Regions from separate parts of the Mus musculus genome. Here all the other regions are linked to region 1. The links are chromatin contacts, called in public Hi-C maps. All regions are on one chromosome and are shown on one strand. Each heading gives the region's core, a stretch centred on a gene start, on an enhancer-like site or on the middle of the called end of the contact. The rest is flanking DNA. Distances are from core to core; before and after follow the strand shown. Region 1 holds the start of Adamts15 (a disintegrin-like and metallopeptidase (reprolysin type) with thrombospondin type 1 motif, 15). Region 2 has its middle 48 kb from the start of Gm31013. Region 3 has its middle 27 kb from the start of Gm31013.

The links. Hi-C and Micro-C count contacts between places; a contact is called where the count stands out from the background.
Region 2: a Hi-C map of uterus shows a contact between it and region 1, with 3 times the contacts expected there. The contact joins the enhancer-like site here to the promoter of Adamts15 in region 1. A contact is called at or near these places in 2 of 39 promoter capture datasets (the 3T3-L1 cell line and liver), 8 of 484 Hi-C or Micro-C datasets (the HL-1 cell line, dorsal root ganglion neurons, embryonic fibroblasts and 4 more), 3 of 115 datasets of contacts at active chromatin or transcription factors (craniofacial prominence, extraembryonic endoderm stem cells and kidney) and 1 of 9 other capture datasets (adipose tissue).
Region 3: a Hi-C map of uterus shows a contact between it and region 1. The contact joins the enhancer-like site here to the promoter of Adamts15 in region 1. A contact is called at or near these places in 5 of 39 promoter capture datasets (the SN4741 cell line, cranial neural crest, embryonic stem cells and 2 more), 11 of 484 Hi-C or Micro-C datasets (the HL-1 cell line, the MNK3 cell line, brown adipocytes and 6 more), 4 of 115 datasets of contacts at active chromatin or transcription factors (craniofacial prominence, embryonic stem cells, extraembryonic endoderm stem cells and 1 more) and 3 of 9 other capture datasets (adipose tissue, embryonic stem cells and pancreatic islet).

Annotation. Positions count from the first base shown.
Region 1 is chr9:30,920,884-30,923,979 of GRCm38.p6, reverse strand. It overlaps Adamts15 (a disintegrin-like and metallopeptidase (reprolysin type) with thrombospondin type 1 motif, 15), which reads left to right and starts at 1,528. Exons shown (of 8, transcript NM_001024139.1): 1 at 1,528-2,699. The coding sequence starts at 1,743.
Region 2 is chr9:30,828,187-30,831,163 of GRCm38.p6, reverse strand. No RefSeq gene overlaps it. Among named protein-coding and RNA genes, the nearest start is that of Gm31013, 48 kb to the right of the region's middle. Within about 2 kb of position 1,318, at least 9 of the 459 cell types and tissues checked have an H3K27ac peak or open chromatin away from gene starts, as enhancers often do. A contact at or near this core is called in adipose tissue and uterus, where this site is marked.
Region 3 is chr9:30,807,615-30,810,963 of GRCm38.p6, reverse strand. No RefSeq gene overlaps it. Among named protein-coding and RNA genes, the nearest start is that of Gm31013, 27 kb to the right of the region's middle. Within about 2 kb of position 1,308, at least 36 of the 459 cell types and tissues checked have an H3K27ac peak or open chromatin away from gene starts, as enhancers often do. A contact at or near this core is called in adipose tissue, muscle stem cells and uterus, where this site is marked.

The sequences.
Region 1 (3,096 bases), core at 279-2,778:
ATGTGTGTCTGGGCGTGCCTGTGCCTAAAGGGGTTAGAATGTATCAGATCCTCACGTGCTGGAGTTATGGATTTCTGTGAGCCACTATGGGTGTTGGGAACTGAACCTGGGTTCTCCGCAAGAACAAGCAAGGGCTCTGAACCACTGAGCTATATAGCTCCAGTTCCAGATTCTGCAAGGATATGAGAACCTTGAGGTCTAGTGCCACGATGTATCAGTTGGTGCCCAGCCTTCTCTCCAAGCTGGATGGCAACTTTACAACGTGATTGTGCTTTCTCCAGCTGATCTGCACCCACTCTCCCACTCCAGTGCCTTGCCCTATACTTGGGTAAGGATCAAAATACATACTAAGGGCACATGGCCTGCCTTCCATTGCCCACCAGTCCCTTGACTCTCCCTGCTAGAAGACAACCTGCATTTGCTTGGCTATTTCTTTCAGGCACTAGGATGCTAATAAATGCTTATTAAGGGCTTGCCTCCTCTCTTCAAGCCCTGATAACCAGCATTAGCTGTAACTTCACCAGGACCTGTTTTGAAAGCCAATTGCTATGTGGCTGTATGGGTTGATGGAGATACTAAGTAGAAGGCTGTTTGCTTTCCCATCTTCCTCTGCTCTTCTCTGGGAGCTTTGGGCTTGGGGGAGGGGGAAGGGTTGAGGGTCTCAGTGGCTCAAGACCAGAGGCAGCCATCAGATAATTAGGAAGAGATGGAGTTTTGAGAGTTTATCATCTTTATTTTAAAATATAACTTATTTAATTATAAGCTTATGTAATTTAGTTTTAAATAATGGCTGCATTTAACATCTGCCTGGCAGAATTACTGAAACCTGGCAGTCTGTCTAGCCCATCCAACACAGTGCTAACCCCACAGGGCAGCCTGTGTGGGGTCTGGGTTCAAGAAGGGCTGGCTGTGTTTCTCGGAGGTTGTTCTCCCAACACTAGGACCTTTAAAGGGCCCTCCTCGGTTTGAGGTCCTTTTGGAGACTTGATGGTTAAGAAGCAGGGTGGGGGTTGTTGCAACTGGAGGAAAGAGGTGGGCCTGGAAAAAGAGGTCAGTGCTGTCTTGGTTCCAGACTCCTGGACCCAGCTGCCTTGGGAAGGCTAAGACCCAGAGAGCTCACAGATGTCCACCCAGGCAGTAGTAACTGATGCATCTCCGCACTGGGGTACCTAGCGCAAAAAACGTGAATAGGCTCCAGCGTTCGTTTCTTAGGTCAGCCCACGCCTCCTGCCTCGGCATAACGCCACTCCCTCCCCGCCAAGTGGCTCTTGCTCAGGAGGCGGGACCGAGTTCTCCAGTGGCCCCTGGAGGCTCCAGGCAGCGAGCTCTGGGAGGCTGGGAGGGGAGTTAGGGGAGGGGCGCTGACTGGGCAGTCCAAAGAGGAGGGGGCCTTTAATAGGCTCGCCCAGCGCCTAGTTTGCTGCACCGCTAGCGGCTGCGGTTCGCGAAGCAGCCCGCCACCTCGCGTCACTTCTCCACGGCAAATTTTCGGCTGTGCACTTGACAGCGACCGTACTAAAGCTCCCAGAGCGCGCTTTGCTCAGGGAGGAACAGGTAGGAGGCGCGGGCTGCCCTGTGCACGCTCGCTGCTCTGGGAGGAGTCTCGCGGACTTGGTTGGCTGTCCTTTCTGGGAACTGCCCATTGTCCCGGGCGTTGGTGTGTGGGCTACAAGGGGACAGTGCTTGCCGTGGGAGCCGGGCTAAGTCCCATCCCAGAGCGCGTCTGTGCGCGGCCCGGCGCCATGCTTCTACTGGGCATCTCAATCCTGGCTCTCGCCTGGCGACCTGCTGGCAGCTCCGAGCCAGAGTGGGAGGTGGTCGTTCCAATCCGACGGGACCCGGACATCAATGGCCGCCACTACTACAGGAGGGGTACGGAGGACTCCGGGGATCAGGGTCTCATTTTTCAGATCACAGCTTTTCAGCAGGACTTTTATCTACACCTGACGCCAGATGCCCAGTTCCTGGCTCCCGCCTTTGCTACTGAGTATCTAGGTGTCCCGCTGCAGAGGCTCACTGGCAGCTCTCTAGACCTGCGACGCTGCTTCTATTCCGGGTATGTGAACGCGGAGCCAGACTCCTTTGCTGCTGTGAGCCTATGCGGGGGTCTCCGCGGAGCCTTTGGCTACCGAGGTGCGGAGTATGTCATTAGCCCTCTGCCCAACACCAGCGCGCCAGAGGCGCAGCGTCACAGCCAGGGCGCACACCTTCTCCAGCGCCGGGGTGCTCCTGTAGGGCCTTCCGGAGACCCCACCTCTCGTTGCGGGGTGGCCTCGGGCTGGAACCCCGCCATCCTGAGGGCTCTGGACCCTTATAAGCCACGGCGGACGGGCGCGGGGGAGAGCCACAACCGCCGCAGGTCTGGGCGCGCCAAGCGCTTCGTGTCTATACCACGGTACGTGGAGACACTGGTGGTGGCGGACGAGTCAATGGTCAAGTTTCACGGCGCGGATTTGGAACATTATCTACTGACGCTGCTGGCCACGGCGGCGCGACTCTACCGCCACCCCAGCATCCTCAACCCTATCAACATCGTGGTGGTCAAGGTGCTACTCTTAGGAGATCGTGACACTGGGCCCAAGGTCACAGGCAACGCGGCCCTGACTCTGCGCAACTTCTGTGCCTGGCAGAAAAAGCTGAACAAAGTGAGCGATAAGCACCCTGAGTACTGGGACACAGCCATCCTCTTCACCAGACAGGTGAGTTCATCTGTCACCTCTTTGGATGCAACCCCATTTTTTTTTTTTTTTTTTTTTTTTTTTTGGATCATTGAGTTTAGATCTCCAAAGCCCCTTTGTGCCACCCAATGCCCCCTTTAAATTGGTTCCTTTCGAATTCTAGCGTTGGAAGTTCTATACAGAGTCCTCTCCTAGGCTCAGCAGAGCTCCATCTCATGTGCTTCTGGGGAGGTTGGTGGAGAGCCTGCTTTTTCCGAAGGTGTTGTCCTGATGCAGCCAATCAACGCCTTCTGGATCAGGCGCTGAGGGGCTGGAACCCAGGAAGTTGCCGCCCCTGAGCTGCAGTTTGTCTTCAAGATCGATAGGAGGCGCTATGAGGATGGTGTTGTAGATGGTGGCAATGGGAACTCCTTCCCTT
Region 2 (2,977 bases), core at 69-2,568, 93 kb after region 1:
TGCTGGCTTACATTCTTTGGTGAGGTGTGTGTTTAGGCTTCTCTTCTTTTTACTCTTCCCTTCTCTTCTTCCCTTCTCCTCTTCCCTTCTCCTCTTCCCTTCCCTTCTCCCTTCCCTTCCCTTCTTCCCTTCCCTTCTTCCCTTCCCTTCCCTTCTTCCCTTCCCTACCCTTCTTCCCTTCCCTTCTTCCCTTCCCTTCCCTTCTTCCCTTCCCTTCTTCCCTTCCCTTCCCTTCTTCCCTTCCCTTCTCTTCCCTTCTTCCCTTCCCTTCCCTTCCCTTCCCTTCCCTTCCCTTCCCTTCCCTTCCCTTCTTCCCTTCCCTTCCCTTCCCTTCCCTTCCCTTCCCTTCCCTTCCCTTCCCTTCCCTTCCCTTCTTCCCTTCCCTTCTTCCCTTCCCTCCTTCCCTTCCCTTCCCTTCCCTTCCCTTCCCTTCCCTTCCCTTCCCTTTCTTTTCTTTTCTTTTCTTTTCTTTTCTTTTCTTTTCTTTTCTTTTCTTTTCTTTTCTTTTCTTTTTTCCCCATTCTAAATTGTGTTGTTGTGAGGAGCAGGTATGGCAGCAGTCCCAAGATGGTGCCCGGGACTGCGGCTAAGTCTTATGACTTGCACCTGACTTCCTCTTACACCTGAAAATAAGCCACGACCATCGTGAGAGCTGCACAGGTGCACCATGATGCTGGCAGTTTAAATAAGTCCATATTTGGTGGAGACATGCCCCTGCCGCCCTGATTGGCTGAAGCTGCGTGCCTGGTGAGGTGACGTGGCCTGCTGTGAGTGGATGAGGACTGAGAGTATACAAGAGTGAGAGGCCCGGGGTTCGGGGGAGAAAGATGAGGTAAAAGATGAAGCGAGAGAGATGAAGACTGAAGTGTGCTGAATAAACTGTTGTTAGAAGGACTGGTGGTCGTGTCGTTCTTGCTGGTCGAGAGTGGACGCGACAGGTTGTTAGTTTTCTTTTTGTTGAATGTGTTTGAAAAGTCAAAAGACCTCAAGACAAAGCTGGGGCTGTAGTTCATTTGCATAGTATGCACAAGGGCACCCAGCTTCTAGGATAGCTCTTATGGGTTTTAGAATTTTGTATTGGTCAGTCAATTTAAACTCTTATTTCTGCCCCCCTGAAACTCTTGTTCACGTCCTTACATCCTCTCCTTTAAACTACCACTCCCATTTGTTCTGACATAGGTTTTGCTATGTAGCTCAGGCTGGCCCTGATCTTCCTGCCTCATTTCCACATGGTCAGATCACGGGTGTATACCACTAGTCTAATCCTGCCTCCTTTCCAACGCTCTTAACTCCCTCATGGGAAAGAAAGAAAACAGATTATATCCAGCTTGCAACACATGCAGATTTTTCTATTCAGTAGATTTGGAAGGAAAACATTTAACTCTAAGACAGCTGGATGATCCTGGGTGACCTGGGCCAGCAGGGCAGACCCAGTGTTCTGGTTCTTTGACTCAGAGAGATGTATTTCAATGTATGTCTCACTGTTCTTGCCGCCCATCCCCCTCCAGCCTTGCCCTTGGCTTCCCTCCTGTTCTGTTTGACTGAAGAATAAACTGAGACGGAGCTGCCTTTTGAACCCTTTTGGTCAAGACTTCATGTCCAGTCCTTCTAAAATGTTACAAAGTTCTGGAAGTGACTGCCGTTGGTTTCCTGGTATGTTCTGTGCCTGTGGAACATTGTGAGGAAACTGAACACAACAGTTTTGTGAAACTCTGAGGCCCTTCTGCACCCTCATAGAGGTTCTGCCTCAGTGACCTTAGAAGAATTCAGATCCAGTTTGCATTTAGGGACTGATGGCCAATTTCTTTCAAAATCTTATGCTGACTTCATACATGGGGGCTGGGGAGACTTGGCTTTCACTCCTAGTTGCCTTTAGTTTTGGCTTTCCTTTTGATGTGTGGTGTACTTAAGATGCTTTCTTTTAAGATCTCAAAGATTTAATTTTGGTTATTGTGGTTTAAGTTTACTTTTTATGTACCATGACCCCAAGGAGCCAGGAATCTATTATTGCAACATAGAGGCCTTCTGTAAAACAGGACGTTTATCTTCCAGGCATCTGATAACTGCTGTCTCCATCAGTGAGTTATCAGTATGCCATAGCTGCTGGCTGCTCAGCTTGAAGGATGGGGTTGAGGGAGAACTGTGGTGCCATCCAAGATGGGGTGGTGGGCATAGTGGTTGATGACAATTTAGGGACTGGAGAGACAGCTCAGTTGGTAAGAGTATTTGCAGTGCAAGGGAGAGGCTCTGAGTTTAGATTCTAGCATGTAAGGTGTGAGTGTGTTGTATGAGTGAACTGTTGGTGTTCTGGAAGGGAGAATGGAGGGGCTGGGGCTTGCTGGCCACCAGTCCAGCTAGCTTCAGTGAGAGACCCCATCTTCATCTAGCCTCTGAATGTACACACATAGGCTTTTGTATCTATATGTGCATATAGACTACATAAACACACATCATCACCCCCACCAACAATAACAACAGCAGCAACGAAAACAACATAAAACAGGACTCCCAATTTTCATCAGGAAGCTACTAGGCCACAGTGGTGCCAGAGCTGTGGGCAAAAATGAAGCCCATTGGTCACAGAAAATAGCAAAACAAGATTGTTACCAATCCCAAACTGCCAACTAATCTCTTACTAGAGACTACCAATCAGAATTCGCCATCTAACTTTCACTAGGAACGGATTGGCGAAAATGCTTAGCTACAGCCAATGAAGCTTTTGCGTTCTGCTATGGAAGTCACTCTCCCTGTAGCTAAAGGTCCTCCTCCAGTTCTGCGGGCTAGCCTGTGCACAGATGGTTCAGTTCTTTGCTCAGATAAATGATGCTAAGTTCAATTTGTCTATGGGTTTTCTTTGAACAGAGGCAGCATTGCTTCCACCATTGAGCTGTATAGGGAAGTGACTGTGAATAAACTATATAATGTATTATTAGGGAGGGTTATGGAATAATATGCTTAATTTTTGGAACTCATAAGG
Region 3 (3,349 bases), core at 59-2,558, 110 kb after region 1:
CCCCTGAGGTCTTTATCGGGAACAGATTCTCAGTTCAAGGGTCAGCTGCTCACTAAACTCCAGGCTGTCTGAGGAGAAGTCCAAGCTTAAGTCAGAGCACAGGAGATGGCCCAGCTCTCTCCAATTCCAGATTTGTTTAGTATGCTTTATGAACAGATATGTCACAAAGGCCACTCCTTTGGTTAATTTTGAAGACATGGAAACTGCCCTTGTCCTTATTTAATAGTTAGTGGCAGAGGCAAATGATGTGGGTCAGCCCCCAATGATGCTGATGGAGTGTAGGATGCTATATCAAGGCAAGAAACTTTCTACCAGTGGGGATGCGGGGGAACAGGCTCACTTAAGCCATCTCTCTCCTCCACCAGTCTGTGTTAGCCATCAGTCTGTGTTAGTTTTCCTTTTAGCTCTTTATTGCCTTCTCTTTACTGTTGAATTCCTGAGCCGAGGGCATAAACTCTGTTGGAGTCAGACTTTATTTAGCGAAAACAATGCCTGAATTATGGTTGGTACTCAATAAACACCACTGAATGAAAGCACCGTAATGAGATTTCATGGTGTGGGTGCAGTGAGATTCTCCTGTCCTGGTCAAGACCTTTTTTTTTTTTTTTTTTTTTTCTCTTTTGCACCAGGTCTCATATAATACAATTTTACCTTAAACATCCCATGTAGCTGACGATGACTTTGAATTTCTGATCCTGCTTCTTTCATCAGCTGCTGGAATCAGGGACTTGAGCTGCCATGTCTGGTTTGTGCTAGACAAGCACTCTACCAGATGAGTTATATCCCTAGCCCCAGGATACTTGTTTTGTTTCCTTGTGTGTGTGTGTGTGTGTGTGTGTGTGTGTGTGTGTGTGTGTGTGCTTATGCCATGGTGTGTGGGTAGAGGTCAGAGAACAACTCTCAGGAGTCAGTCATTTCCTGCCAGTTTGTGGGATCTGGAGATTAAGCTCAGGTTGTCAGGCCAGCATGCCAGTACTTCTGCTTGCTTCTATCCACCTCAGTGGCCTTTCTAAGAATGTCTGATAAGGAGATGATGGACCCGCTTATGGGTCCAGGCTTAGGAAACAGAGATAGATCTCAATTAGAAGCCCACAGAGTATAGTCATCACTGGGTAAGATGCAAAGAGGGATGAAAAGGGAGAGGGATGGGGAAGAAGTTCACCCACAGTGGTCCTATTTACCAAATGTTTATTGGATATTTCATCTATCCCCCCTTTACATGATAAAGGACACAGTTGTTGGTTATCTATGATAAGATGTAGAGGAAGCAGTAAAGAGACTAGAGAACTTGACAGAGTCTGGAGGAAGCTTCTCTGTGTAACTGCTAAGCCTTCTTGCCAAAGCACTGAAACTCCCCTGTGAATGATTTGGAGGATATGTTGGGGGAAAGAGTGCCAATAAGTTTCACATCATCGAAACCTAGATAGAATTTGACGGTGTTTCCAGGCTTCAGAGCACAGGAGGGCCAGCCGAACGTTGTCTACTGACAAATGGACGACAACTCTGATCAAGATGAAACAGAGCACACTGATAGTCATGTAAGAATTAGCTCCCTGTGGGTGAGTTCCTGCAAGTGGCAAATTTTTCTGGGCGAGCGCTGGCAGAACTGTAGCTGTTTGTTTGATGGATCGCTGTGTTCTCCACCAGAGGTTGACCTTCGGAGAGAGCTGGGGGATGCCAAGAGTACCAGGAGGAGTGAGCGTGGCCTCAGTTTGTTCTGGTCTCACAGCCCCTTTCACTCTGCTGGCACATACTTCCTTATCTCTAACTGCTGAGCCTTCTCTCCAGCTGTACTGCATATCCTTACCTGCACGGCAGTGAGTGGCTTGGGGCTAGACACTTGAATCAGAAGCTATGCTGAAGCCCACCACTGACTCCTCCCTCCTCTTTTTTCTGTGTTGGATTCAGGGGCCCCACATTCCAGGCTGGTATTTCTGGCTTTCCTGAAACTCCCTGGGCTGCTGTAATAAATCACATCACCATTACGTAAGCGATGTATAAGTCCAGCCAGGAACACACAGCCCAGGGAAGAAGGGTGCTCAATGTTTTGAAATTTTTTTCTTTTCTCTTGGAAGAAAAACGTGTTGCTCCCATCTTTGCTGGGGCAGAAATAAACCTTGGTGTGGAGATATGGTGACAGTTCTTGACCAACATGAGTATTGTTCTGTATACAACAATTACAGAAGTGCCACTGTGGGGAAGCGCAGCGTGGCTTGCTCTGGGGGTTAGATAAACAAGATAGATTAGGCCATCTTTCCTCTGTGGGCTCCATGGTATTTTAGCCATGTCTGGCTCAGCTGAGAGCTGATATCTCAGTGGATTGAAAGATGCATAAAAAAGCCTTACCTGAGCTAGGGATCAGTCTGAACAGACAGAGCTTTCTCACCTGCTGGAAGTTACTGAACTGATTATGAACTCAGTATCATTTGTGATACTTCATCGCCTAATCATCCAGACTGAAAAAAAAACTACAAACTCCCTCTCTTTCCTTTTGTGCAAATGTCTTAGTTAGGCTTTCTATTGTTGTGACAAGATACCATGTACAAGCAAGTTGGAAAGGAAAGGGTTTATTCTTTAACACTTCTGCAGCAGTGTTCATCATGGAATGAAGTGAGGTTAAGAACTCACACAGGGCAGGAACCTGGAGGCAGGAGCTGATGCAGAGGCAATGGATGAGTGCTGCTTACTGGCTTGCTCCTAGTGGTTTGCTCGGACTGCTTTCTTATAGAACCCAGGGCCACTAGGCCAGGTATAGAGCTACTCACAATGGAGGCATTTTCTTAATTCAGATACTGGCTGTGTCAAGTCGACCTAAAGTCTAGGCAGCGCAGGTGGTCTGAATGAGAATGTCTACCGTAGGATCATGGGTTTGAGCACTTGGTCCTTGGTTATTGTTGGCATTTGGAAGATTTGGGAAATGTGGCTTTGGGGGTAATATGTCACTGGAAGCAGGACTGGAGTTTAAAGACTCATGTACCACTTCCAGTTGCTCTCCTTCAAGCTCGAATACTGAGAGTGAGCCTTCACCTTCCTGTTTCTTTTGCCATACTTTCTGTTCAGTGCCATTCTCCTCCATCACTATGGGTGCTATCCCTCTGGAACCACAAGCCTACATAAACTTTAAAAAAAAAATAAGTTGCTTTGATCTTGGTGTTTTCTCATAGCAACAGAAGGGTAACCAATATACCATCATTCCCTTGGCAAAGGAGTCACCAAGTCTAACATTAAAAACAACCTTTCTCTGCATGGCGCAGTGATCCGAGTCTATAGTTCCTAGCACTGGGAATGCAGAGACTGGAGGATTCTTGCCTTAAGGCCAGCCTGGGATACATAGCAGGACCTGGTTTCA